Regions from separate parts of the Canis lupus genome. Here region 2 is linked to region 1. The links are chromatin contacts, called in public Hi-C maps. All regions are on one chromosome and are shown on one strand. Each heading gives the region's core, a stretch centred on a gene start, on an enhancer-like site or on the middle of the called end of the contact. The rest is flanking DNA. Distances are from core to core; before and after follow the strand shown.

The links. A called contact is a pair of places that touch in the nucleus more often than the background predicts.
Region 2: a Hi-C map of blood shows a contact between it and region 1, with 6 times the contacts expected there. The contact joins the promoter of GRPEL1 here to the promoter of TBC1D14 in region 1. A contact is called at or near these places in 3 of 9 Hi-C or Micro-C datasets (amygdala and blood).

What each region holds. Positions count from the first base shown.
Region 1 is chr3:59,515,791-59,520,916 of UU_Cfam_GSD_1.0, forward strand. It overlaps TBC1D14 (TBC1 domain family member 14), which reads left to right and starts at 1,967. Exons shown (of 14, transcript XM_038533087.1): 1 at 1,967-2,083.
Region 2 is chr3:59,654,824-59,660,176 of UU_Cfam_GSD_1.0, forward strand. GRPEL1 (grpE protein homolog 1, mitochondrial) reads right to left here and starts at 1,866. Exons shown (of 4, transcript XM_038533095.1): 1 at 1,709-1,866. The coding sequence starts at 1,812.

The sequences.
Region 1 (5,126 bases), core at 717-3,216:
AGCAGAGGGTGGTTTCCATGGATATCAGGCACCTGCTCCTGCTTTTGAGCCCAGGGAGGCTCAGAGGTCAGATGTGAGTCCCTCCGTGGGCTGTCTGGGAGGCTCATGTGCCCCCTCACCTTGGCCGGTTGACAACACACTTTGTGCACATTGTATGACAGGGGAGGTGCCAAGAGCTCCCCAAACGTGCCACAAACTTACAAAGCCAGGCAATTTTTTACATTTACCTGTCACTGCCACTTACTTTGTCTCTAATCCTCACACATCTTGGGTGGCGAAGGTGCCGTAAGCCTTGTAGATGGTGAAAGGCTTCTGGACACAGCCAAGGACCGGTCAGTCAGTGCTGGGCCTGGCACTGAGCAGAGGACCCTGACAGCCGGTGCTTGTCTACATCAAGCAACAGCTTGGCAGCCCTCAAAGGAGCAATGCTGCTGAGAATCCTGTGGATCTCGGGGTTCAGTCTGCACGACTTTGCGAAGGCAGTCAGCAGTGAGGCAGCAGAGGGGGACACGGCACTGACCACCCTGCCACAGTTGTCTCTGTGTCACAGATGGGTGCTGGGAGGCGCCGAGGGTCTCACAGGTGACACAAGTGTGGATGCCCACACAGCTTATCTTGTTCCTTGTATTTTTAATTGTTTGGCACACTGAGGGTGTAAGTGTCTGATGGACCCCAGGGAGGGACTCTGTGCTGGGGCAGGGAGCAGGGCGCGGGCGGCAGGATGGGGAGAGGGTGAGGAAGAGGCAGACAGAGGGCGCCAAATGTAAATCTGTGGGCCATAATTTTTTTTTTTTTTGGTTCTGGATTCAGAACAATGGTTCCCAGTCATTGTGGGGCTTTAAAACCCTAGGACTCAGAATGAGGGCAAGAAGGGATTTGGGGGAGGTGCAAGGAACACTGTAAACGCAGAGTTATTAATCCTATTTATTACACTGCTAATTAAGTCAGGCCTGAAGCAAGTCTGTACTTTCTTGTTAGTGTTTTCTAAAAATAAATGGAAATGGTGTTGGGGTTTGAAGGAGACCCAACATTTTTCCTGAAAACCACCCAGGAAAGTCAGCATTTGTAAAGCTTCTGTTACGCACCAGGCACCGTAAAGGGTGTTAATATATTCTCTTAAGAGACTGCCACTTAACAATTTCTCACCCCTCCTGCCATCATAACCAATAGTAGGCTCTAAGAGTTTTTACCCCTAGGACTAGCTCGCAGGCAGGAGAAACAAGGTTTATGGCCATGGCTGGAACAAATGCATCTTCCAGCACATGCTTCTAGATGCCTTCTGCAAAGGAGAGGCCATCCTCCGGCCCCTGACCGCTCTCCCAGTTCAAATCCTCCTTCCGATCCAGCTGATCCAGCTCTCTGCCAGTGACAGCCCTCAGGCTCCGGGGTGCCAGCCACTGAGGCTTGTCCTCTGCTCTTGCCGGCCCCGGAAGAGAACGCAACAATAAGTGCCGACCAGGTGCCAGGCCCAGACGATAAACCCGCCCTGGCGCCGGCAGCCTAGACCCTCGGGGGCTCCGCGCGGCGCTGGGAGGCGGTCGGGGAGGGCGGCTGGCTTCCGACCCTCGGCTCCGGTCCCGCCCTGGGGCCCGGGGCGTGACCTCATCGCCCACGCTGCACGGCTTTATCACAGACCCGGCCTCTGCTTCTGCACTACTGACCCCAGAGAGCGCACAGAAGCGTGAGGCCAGGGGTCCCCACACTGCACCCCACTGTCTCCGGAAGCCGTGATTTAACGCGCACCGGAGTCGGATTCCCCAAATCCTTCGGCAGCACCAAAGTGCAGCCAGGTGTGGGAACTCCGGCGCGAGGCACCATACAACAGCTGCTCCCGGGAGAACCGGCGGAAAGGCCCGCTTCACAGGCCGAGAGACTAAGGCCGGGCCGGGCGGCCGCCGAAGCCACGTCCCCCGGGCCGCACGTCCCGGGCCGGCCGGCCGCTCCGCACAGCTGCCCGGGGCCAGGGGCGCCCATCGATGCGCTCCGCCGCTCGGCTCCCCAGGCCTGGTCCCTGCCCGCTCGCGCCCCTTCCCCCTCCCGGCCGCTTCCCACTTCCAAGATGGCCGCGGGTGGAGCCGACCAGGTACGGAGGCCCCTGGCAGGTGTCCCCGGGGCCGGGCGGACCCGGAGTTGCCCTCCGGCCTCCCCTCGCGGCTCCACTGGGCCCTCGGGAGAGGAGAGGGGCGGTGACGGCGCTCCGGAACCCGCGGGCGGCGGGCGAGCGGCTGAGGAGTGGCAGGCAGCAGGGAGAACGTCGAGCGCGAGCAGCGGTGGCGGCGGCGCGGCGGGGGGCGGCGGCCGGGCGGAAGAGCGGCGGCCGCCGGCAGGGGGCGGGGCGGGGGCGGGGCGGCGGCCGGGCGGAAGAGCGGCGGCCGCCGGCAGGGGGCGGGGCGAGCCGAGGGCGAGGGGCGAGGGGCGGGGCGCGGGGCGCGGAGCGGGGCGAGGGCGCGGGGCGGGGCGAGGGCGCGGGGCGGGGCGAGGGCGCGGGGCGGGGCGAGGGCGCGCGCCGCTGTTGGCCGCGGGCGGCTCGCGCGCACCTGCCCGCCCGGCCCACCGCCTGCGGCGCGCCCCGCGTCCTCGTCGCGCAAGTTGCGGGTCCCGGGGTCTGGGCTGCGCGCCCGCCGGCCCCGGGGATGGCGTCGGAGCCGCGCTGACTCCGGTACTGGGGGCGTCTGGCGGGGGCCGGGAGGGAGGGAAGCAGGGGGGCCGGTGCCACCTGCTGCTGCGTCGGCGGGAGTGGGAGCGGGAGGCGGGCCGGGCCGGGCCGGGCCGGGGCGCGCGGGCTCGGGGCCCGGCTGGGCGACCCTTCGCCGCGCGACCGCCGCTTCCCCGCCCCGCACCGGGGGAGCGCGTGGGGCCCGGTGACCTCGCGGGGCCCGGGGGCGCGTGGCTTGCCGGCCCTCGGAGAGGCGCGCGCGCTGACACGCTCCTTTTCCGGAACTTGACGGAAAGTTTTGTGCTGCGATGCACCGGGCTCCCGGCGGGAGAGGGGCTGGCCCGGCGCGCGCCGCCGCCCCGCCGGCCCCTCTACCCTCGAGGTCTCTGACCCCATCCTTGGGGGCCTAGAGCCCCCCCTCCCGGGAGACCCCTCCACTTTGGGACCCCTACCCCCGGGATCCTCTCCACCCCGCGATCCTGCCCAGCATCCCGGGGGGCCCCGACCCCCGGCCCCTCCCACCTCGGGAACCCTCCAGACCAGGGACCCCTGCGCTTGGGGGCAGCCGGCGTCTGGGGCCCTCGACTCCCCTCCCCCTCGGAGCGCCCGACCTCGGTTCTTGGAACCGCTGCCAGACCACAGAACCCCCAGGTTCTCAGACTCCCTGTCCCGGGGCCAGGGACTCCGCTGGCCTCAGAGACCCCCTCGCCCGGGCCGCAGATCCTCTCTGTGCAGGAGAGGCTGGAGAGACGGGGCCTGGGGATCCTTCCCGCAGGGCGGGGAACGGGGCGCTGAGCGGGTGTGTCGGGAGCTGGTGTGTCGGGGGTGCGCCACAGGCCGCCCTCCCTGGGCCCCGAGCTGCCAGGAGGAAGCTGCGGGGGTGAGGCCATGATGTGGAAGCCTCAGGAAGCAGGAGGCCTGGCCCCGCGGGCTCCGGACCCCGCTGGGGCAGTGGGCATTTAGGGGCTGGAGTCCTACCCGGCCAAAAATACCCCACTTTTTTTGCCTTGAAATTGTACAGCACCATTTCTCGGTAATGGAATTGAAAGCTTTGCTTTGGAAAGTTCTATGGCAGGAGGCTCCTGGGCATGATGTATTTTATGTACTGAGGCTAGTTGAGGAGGGTTGCATCTTTAGGACCCTGTTAGCAAGAAGGATATTAGCACCTTGCTGTTGTCTTGACTTCCTTTATTTTTTATTTTTTTAAAAAATTTATTTATTTGAGAGGGAGAGAGAGCACCAGAACATGAGCAGGGGAAGGGGTGGAGGGAAAGAGAATCTCAAGCAGATTCCCTACTGAGCGTGGAGCCTCATGGGGCTTAATATAAGGACCGGGAGATTCTGACCTGAGCCAAAACTAAGAGTCAGGTGCTCAAACAGCTGAGCCACCCAGATCCCCTCCCTCTACAGGTGGGTTGCATCTGCACACCACTAGGTGCTTTGCCTGGACTTGGCTAGTCCTACAGCAGTCCTGGAACACTGCCTCTTGCCCAGTTTATGTGGCCAGTACCAGCCCCTGCCTCAGGTTTGGGTATGACTTCTTCCCACTTCTTAACCCCCTGCTGTGCCTGGTTTGCCCCTCACCCGCCCGCCCCCCCAGGCTGTCTTTGTTGTATATATTTGATCCCTGTAGACTGTGGGCTCCACCTGATGCCTAGCCCTAATGAGAACTTGTCTCATTAGCGTTACTGAGTGAATGAAACATTGGGAAACACTGAAGGAGGTAAAGTGACTGGTCCAGGGTTACCCGACTGGCGAGAGGCATGGGTGAGATTCAGACTGCACCAGGTCACTGGGTGAGGTTCAGCTCACCTTACTGCCCTCCGTGGTCCCAGCAGGTTCCTGCCCAGCGCTTTGCTTCATGCTGAGCTGGGCTGGCTTCCTGCTTGTGAAACAGTTTCCATAATGCGCCCCCAGCCCATCCTCTCACACCAGCATTGGCACTGCCTTGCCTGGCCTCTGGATCCAGCCATTCCTCTCCATCCCTCCATCAATCCCTCCCACCAGCTGCCCTACTCCCCTCTGTCCAGTGGGCGAAGTTCTTTCATGCCTACACATCCTCTCACCAGTGCTCTGCTGAAGTCCTCTCTGACAGAGAGGACCTGCCTATCAGAGTGGCTGGTTTTGGAATCTGTCTGCCCTGTCGGTCAAAGCTTCTGACCATCATGTCCTCAGCCTTAACACAGGAGATGCCTGCCCAGTATATTGTGGGTGCTCATGGCGCTTGGGACCTTGCAGAAGATTTGCCATCAAAATAGGCATTAAAAAAAATAGGCATTTATACATAATATGTAAAAGAAGATTTTAGGCAAATGGAGTGTCTGTTAATGTTTGTTTTAGGGTGGTTATGAAATCTCTAGGACCTGAATTGCTAAGAATTTCTAGACTGCCAAGCTGCCAGAACCTCAGGTAGATCAGCTGGGCTAATCACCTCATTTTACAGATGGGAAATTGAGGCCCCGAGCTTAGT
Region 2 (5,353 bases), core at 616-3,115, 140 kb after region 1:
ACATTATGTACACAAGCAGCTAACTTACATAAAATCTTCTGTAATGTGTCTAAACTAGTATGTCAGTGTACCAAGGCCATAGTACTAACCTCTTCTTTCCATTCCACATACCTCCTCCTGAGAGATGGTCATGCAGAACCATCACATATTGATGGAGTAGCTACTATTAGAGATGAGGCCCAGTGCTGATGTTGATGACAAAGATGGGCTGGGCAGAGATCTCGCCCCTAGGGTACTTACTGTCAAAAAAGACATCTACAAAGTACTATAATTTTGGGTTTTAAAGTGATAAAAGAGGAACCATGCTTTGGGAGGCTCAGAGTAGCACGAAAGGCTTTGTACAGAGGTCCTCTGAAAGATGTGTATAAGGAGTCAGCTTTGGAGGCTGGAAAGCTGGGGGATGTACAGAGGGAAACAAAGAGCACTAAACCTAATACTGGAAGTGACTCAAGATGTTATCCAATCTGATCCCCACATGAAAAAGGTTACGTGGTTAAGTCCAAGGTCACAAAGTTATTAATGTATGACAGAATGGTTTTAAAACTCAGATTTCTTCTAAAAGTTCTTCTCAATTGCACATTTCAATCTGAAAACAAACTACAGTCGATTTTCTTCCCAGATTAAAGGAAACTGCCTCAAAGACTAGGAGAGCTATCAGTACAGAAAACGTGTACAAAGACATTTCTGGCAGCACTGGGCAGCAACAAGCTGGGGGCACCGGACTGCACTGTGCTTCCACAGTCTGGAATGCAGTGCGGCTGCCAAAGTGGGCGTCAAGCTATCGTCTCTGTGATTCGCTCCAGGTGTGCTGTGCAGTCAACAATGCGATTCAGGAAAAGGGACAAAACACGAAGCCACTTCTGAAAGGGCGAACCAGAAGTCCTGTGTATGCAGACCCGTGTCTTGGGCCTGGAGAAGAACCCAAGGATCCACCAGTCGGTCACTACCGGGCTGGAACGCAGGAACCTCTCTACCATATTCTGTGATTTAAAAAAGCTAATAACTTGACCGTGGTGCGATGCGGGGTGTGGCGTCACAGCCGGCACAGCCATCCCGCCCGCGGAGGCGCCGGGAGCAGTGGGGTAGGGACGCAGCAGGGCGGGCTCGGACAGGGAGACTGAGTCAGAGAGCCCGCCAGCCCCTCCTGGGAGCTCACTCCCCGACGTGAGCCCCTTGCCACAGTACTCGCTGTCAAGGCCAGAAACTAACCCTACCTCGGCGACGCTTTCCTGGCGATTAGCTCAGATAACAAAACCACGAGTTACGTGGCCAAAAATAAAAGCCTCTCCCCCAGGCACCCGGGCGGTCACGGCCCTCCGGGTTACCGCGTCTCACCCCCCGCCGGGTGTCCCGCCCACGCGGGTGCGCTCCCCCGGCCCAGGGTGCCGAAGCCCCGCCGCACACCTCACGGGGCAGGCAGGAGGGCACCGGCCGCCGAGCCTCCGCGGCGCAGGGGAACGAGCCCGAGCGCCCCCCGCGGCCCCCGCGCGCGACCTGGCCTTGGAGGGTCGAGCGGGGTGCGAGGGGCCGCCACGCGGGCGGGTGGGCGCCGGAGGCCCCGGCCGAGGGGCAGGCGCCGGGGGGGGGGCGGCTCGCTCGTGCCGACGACGCCCGCTCCCGGGCCCACGCGGCGCAGGGCCCCGCCCGAGGAGGAGCCGCCCTGGGGACCGCGCCTCTCCTGGGTCACAGGCAGCCGGGCGCCCCTCACCTGAGACACAGCGCCAAAGCCGGGACGCCGTGCCGCGCCAGCCTCACGCACCGAGCCGCCATGACTGTCGTCGCCGCCGTCGGCACTGCGCACGCACCGGGCATGCGCGGAGGCCTCTGGCTCGCCCCCTCGAGGGCCTGGCCACTCGCGCAGACCCGTGTCTCCTTCCCCGCCCAACCGCGTGTCTCCAGCCATTCCGGAGCCGCTTCCCCTTTGATGGACAGACGGTGCTACCCAATAATTGTGGGTCACTGCACAGCTCTCCCTCGCCCCGCCCCCTCGCCGCCCTGGTGGGCGGGGCCTGGGGCTTCCGGAGCCCCAGAAGGTGAGGAGGTGAAAGGTCAAGGGAACTGTGGGAGGGGACGCTCGCGGGCGGGGCGCGGTCAGGGTGCGACCAATGGGGGAGAAGCGTGGGGGGGCGGGGCGCCGGAAGTGCGGCGCTGGGCGCGCGAGACTCGGTTTGCGCGACTCCTCGGCATTTCCGCCGCCTGCGCTGCGGGAGCGGGCCGGGGCGGGGGGGGCGGCGGGGGCGCGGGGGCGCAGCGGGGTGCCCTGGGTCCTGACGTTTTCATTCATCTGGCGACGCCATCTCCACAGGAGCCGCCCCTGGGCTGCTGCCCCGCCGAGGGGTCCCGGGCGCTCCGACTTGGCTCCTGCTCCAGCGCTGCCGGCCCGAAGTCCCGTCCGCCGGCGGGAGGGACGGCGGGAGCCCCTGCCGCGCACCCCGGGTCGGAGGGTCGGAGGGTCGGACGGAGGGACGGAGGGACGGAGGGACGGAGGGACGGAGCCGTGGCCTCCCCCACTCCCGCAGGGTGGAAAGCTGGAGCCCGTGGTCCCGCCCAGGCGGAGGATCACATTCCCGAGGACCAAGCCTCTGCTCTTTGCCCGGCTCTCATTAAAATCCTTGAAAATGTCGAGCCAACACTACTCTGTGCCGAGTCTGTGCCCGCTGCAGGGACAGGCGAGCAGCCAGATCCAGGAGGTGGGCTGCTGTGTGGAACGATGACCCGGCTTGTGGATTGATTAAGGGGCTGGAGGAGAAGGAAGGAAGTGAGCCGGTGGACAATAGACGCTTGAAGACCTGATTAAATGGGTGTCTGGACCTTATTTGGATCATGATAGAGCAAACCAACGGTACAAAAGATATTTGTGACAAAGTGAGATGCGAACACGGACAGTATTAGTAAGGAGTCACGTTAAGGAGAGAGGTGGCCCGGTGGTTTAGAGATGCAAACAGGAGTATTTGTACTATATTGCCACCGTGTTTAGGATTGGCTTGATAAATACTCTCGTAAAAACAAAAACAGGGTAGGAGAAACTCAGCGGCAAAATGTTGATAGTTGAGGCTGGATGGTGAATACCATCTGAGTCATAACTCTTCTTTCGTATATTGGAAATTTCCTCTAATAAAATGTAACAATGATGTCATATTTCTCACTGGCTGTGACATTGGGCAAGCCACTTAATTGCCCTTGGCCTCAGTCCTGGATCCGCTCACCTGTAGAACGGTGATCATATTTATTGTGAAGTTTAATTTTTTAGAAGATTTTGCGTATTCATGAGAGACACAGAGAAAGAGAGGCAGAGACCGGCCGCGGGAGAAGCAGGCTCCCTCTTGGGAGCCCAGTGCAGGACTCGGGCCCCAGGACCCCGGGATCACGCCCTGAGCTGAAGGCGGACGCTCGATCACTGAGCCACCCAGGCGTCCTATGTTGTGAAGTTTAAAAGAGACAAATACTCATTTCCTAACTTCTTTGGGCTCAGAGGGAATCAGATGGGCATCCCAAATAGCTTACAGTGCAGCATGAGGGCAATCAACAGAGAGTTATAGCCACTTGGTCCCGAGACAGAGACAAGCACGGGTCGTGGCAGTGTGATGCCACCCTGGGGACAGTTGGTGCAGGCCTGCCGGGAAGCCAAGCCCGGAGTCTGGGTCCTGCCCCTCGGAATCTCCCTCCACAGGGGCTGCCTGTGCTGCCACCTGGTGGCCATGTTTGGAACTGCTCCAAGAGGGAGCTGGGGTATTACATACAAAGATGGCCTTTTGCTACTGCTCTAGGGACCCAGCTCAGGTAGTTCCCTGAGGCCTTCATCAACTCAGTGCAGGTCCTCTCCACATGGCGAGGAGGCCGCTTCTCTGGGAAGAATCCTGGATCAGCCCACAGAACACACTTTCAGCAAAGGGCACAGGTGGTCCGGGCGGGGATGTGGGAAAAACAAGCTAAATGGTGTATGGTGCCCCCAACAAGGAGGGGGTGACATTTAAGAAGGCGTCCTCAGGTGAGAGTTGTGCAGACAGATGGCTCAACAGCATGTGGCTGTGAGTGTGATCCTCACAATAGACGAGAGCTGGTGGGTGCCAGGCTCTGGGCAGAGGTCCTTTCAGATCAGCACACAATATGGTGATGAGGGGACAAAGCCCAGCCAGGTTAGGTGACTTCTTCAAGGTCATGAAGGCAGAAAAAGGCAGAGTTTTTTTTTTTTAAAGATATTTATTTATTTATTTATTTGAGACACAGAGAGAGAGAGAGGCAGAGACACAGGCAGAAGGAGAAGCAGGCTCCATGCAGGAAGCCCAACGCGGACTCCATCCCGGGACTCCAGGATCATGCCCTGAGCCAATGGCAGGCGCTAAACCGCTGAGCCACCCAGGGATCCCCAAGGCAGAGCTTTTGTATATTTCCCTCGACCAATCTCAACTTCCGTGTGGCCGTCAGATGTGAAGCCAGATCCTGCATCTGTCCACCCAGAGTGTTGGCTCCTGCCACAAACCGCATTATTACCATTGTCCCTGAGCAGGGACATGGATTTTCATCCTTTTGTCCAACTCTGAAATAAACCAATAAAAAGCATGGTCGGGGCATCTGAGTGGCTCAGTTGGTTGAACGTCCGACTCCTGATTTCTGCTCAGGTCATGATCTCACCGTCCTGAGATCAAGTTCTGCATTGGGTTCCATGCTGGTCATGGAGTCTGCTTGAGAGTCTCTCCCTCTCCGTCTGCCCTTCTCCCACTTTCTTTTTCCATCTCTAAAACGAAAATGGGCATAACAGGTGTGGTAGCCATCTAAAGATGGGCCCCAAGATACCCATCCTCTGGTTATCCCATCCAACACAAATCCTGATGCTTCTCTGAAGGCACTTTGCAGATGTAACAAAAGGTTCCAGCCAGTTGGCCTTCCTGGAGATTATCCAATGGGGTTGACCTTGGGGAGTCCTTTAAAAGTGGAGAGGTTCCTCCAGCAGGGGTTGTCAGAGAGCTTCAGAGCGTGAGAACATGTTGGATGGCCTCTCCCACTTGGGAGCTGCAAGGGCTGTGTGAAAGTGAAGGCAGTGTGCAGCCTTGGGGGCAGAGGGTGGCCCTCGGCTGACTGTCAGCAAGGAACTGAAGATCTGCTGTTGCCCGGAGCTGGACTCCATGGGCAACCTGAAGGAACCCCCTGGGAGCCCTGCCTGCCGGCTCTTGATTCTGTGAGGCCTGGGGTGCACTAGGCCACCAAATAATCATGCAGGGTGGGCATTACCTTTATAGTCTGGGCTTTATTGGATTGTGTTTTGGATCTCAGCATGTGGAGTGGATCAGTCATAAGCCTTGCTCCCTTTTTCATCACCCAGGCTCATTCTTGGCCCACTTTTGATTGTTCCTTT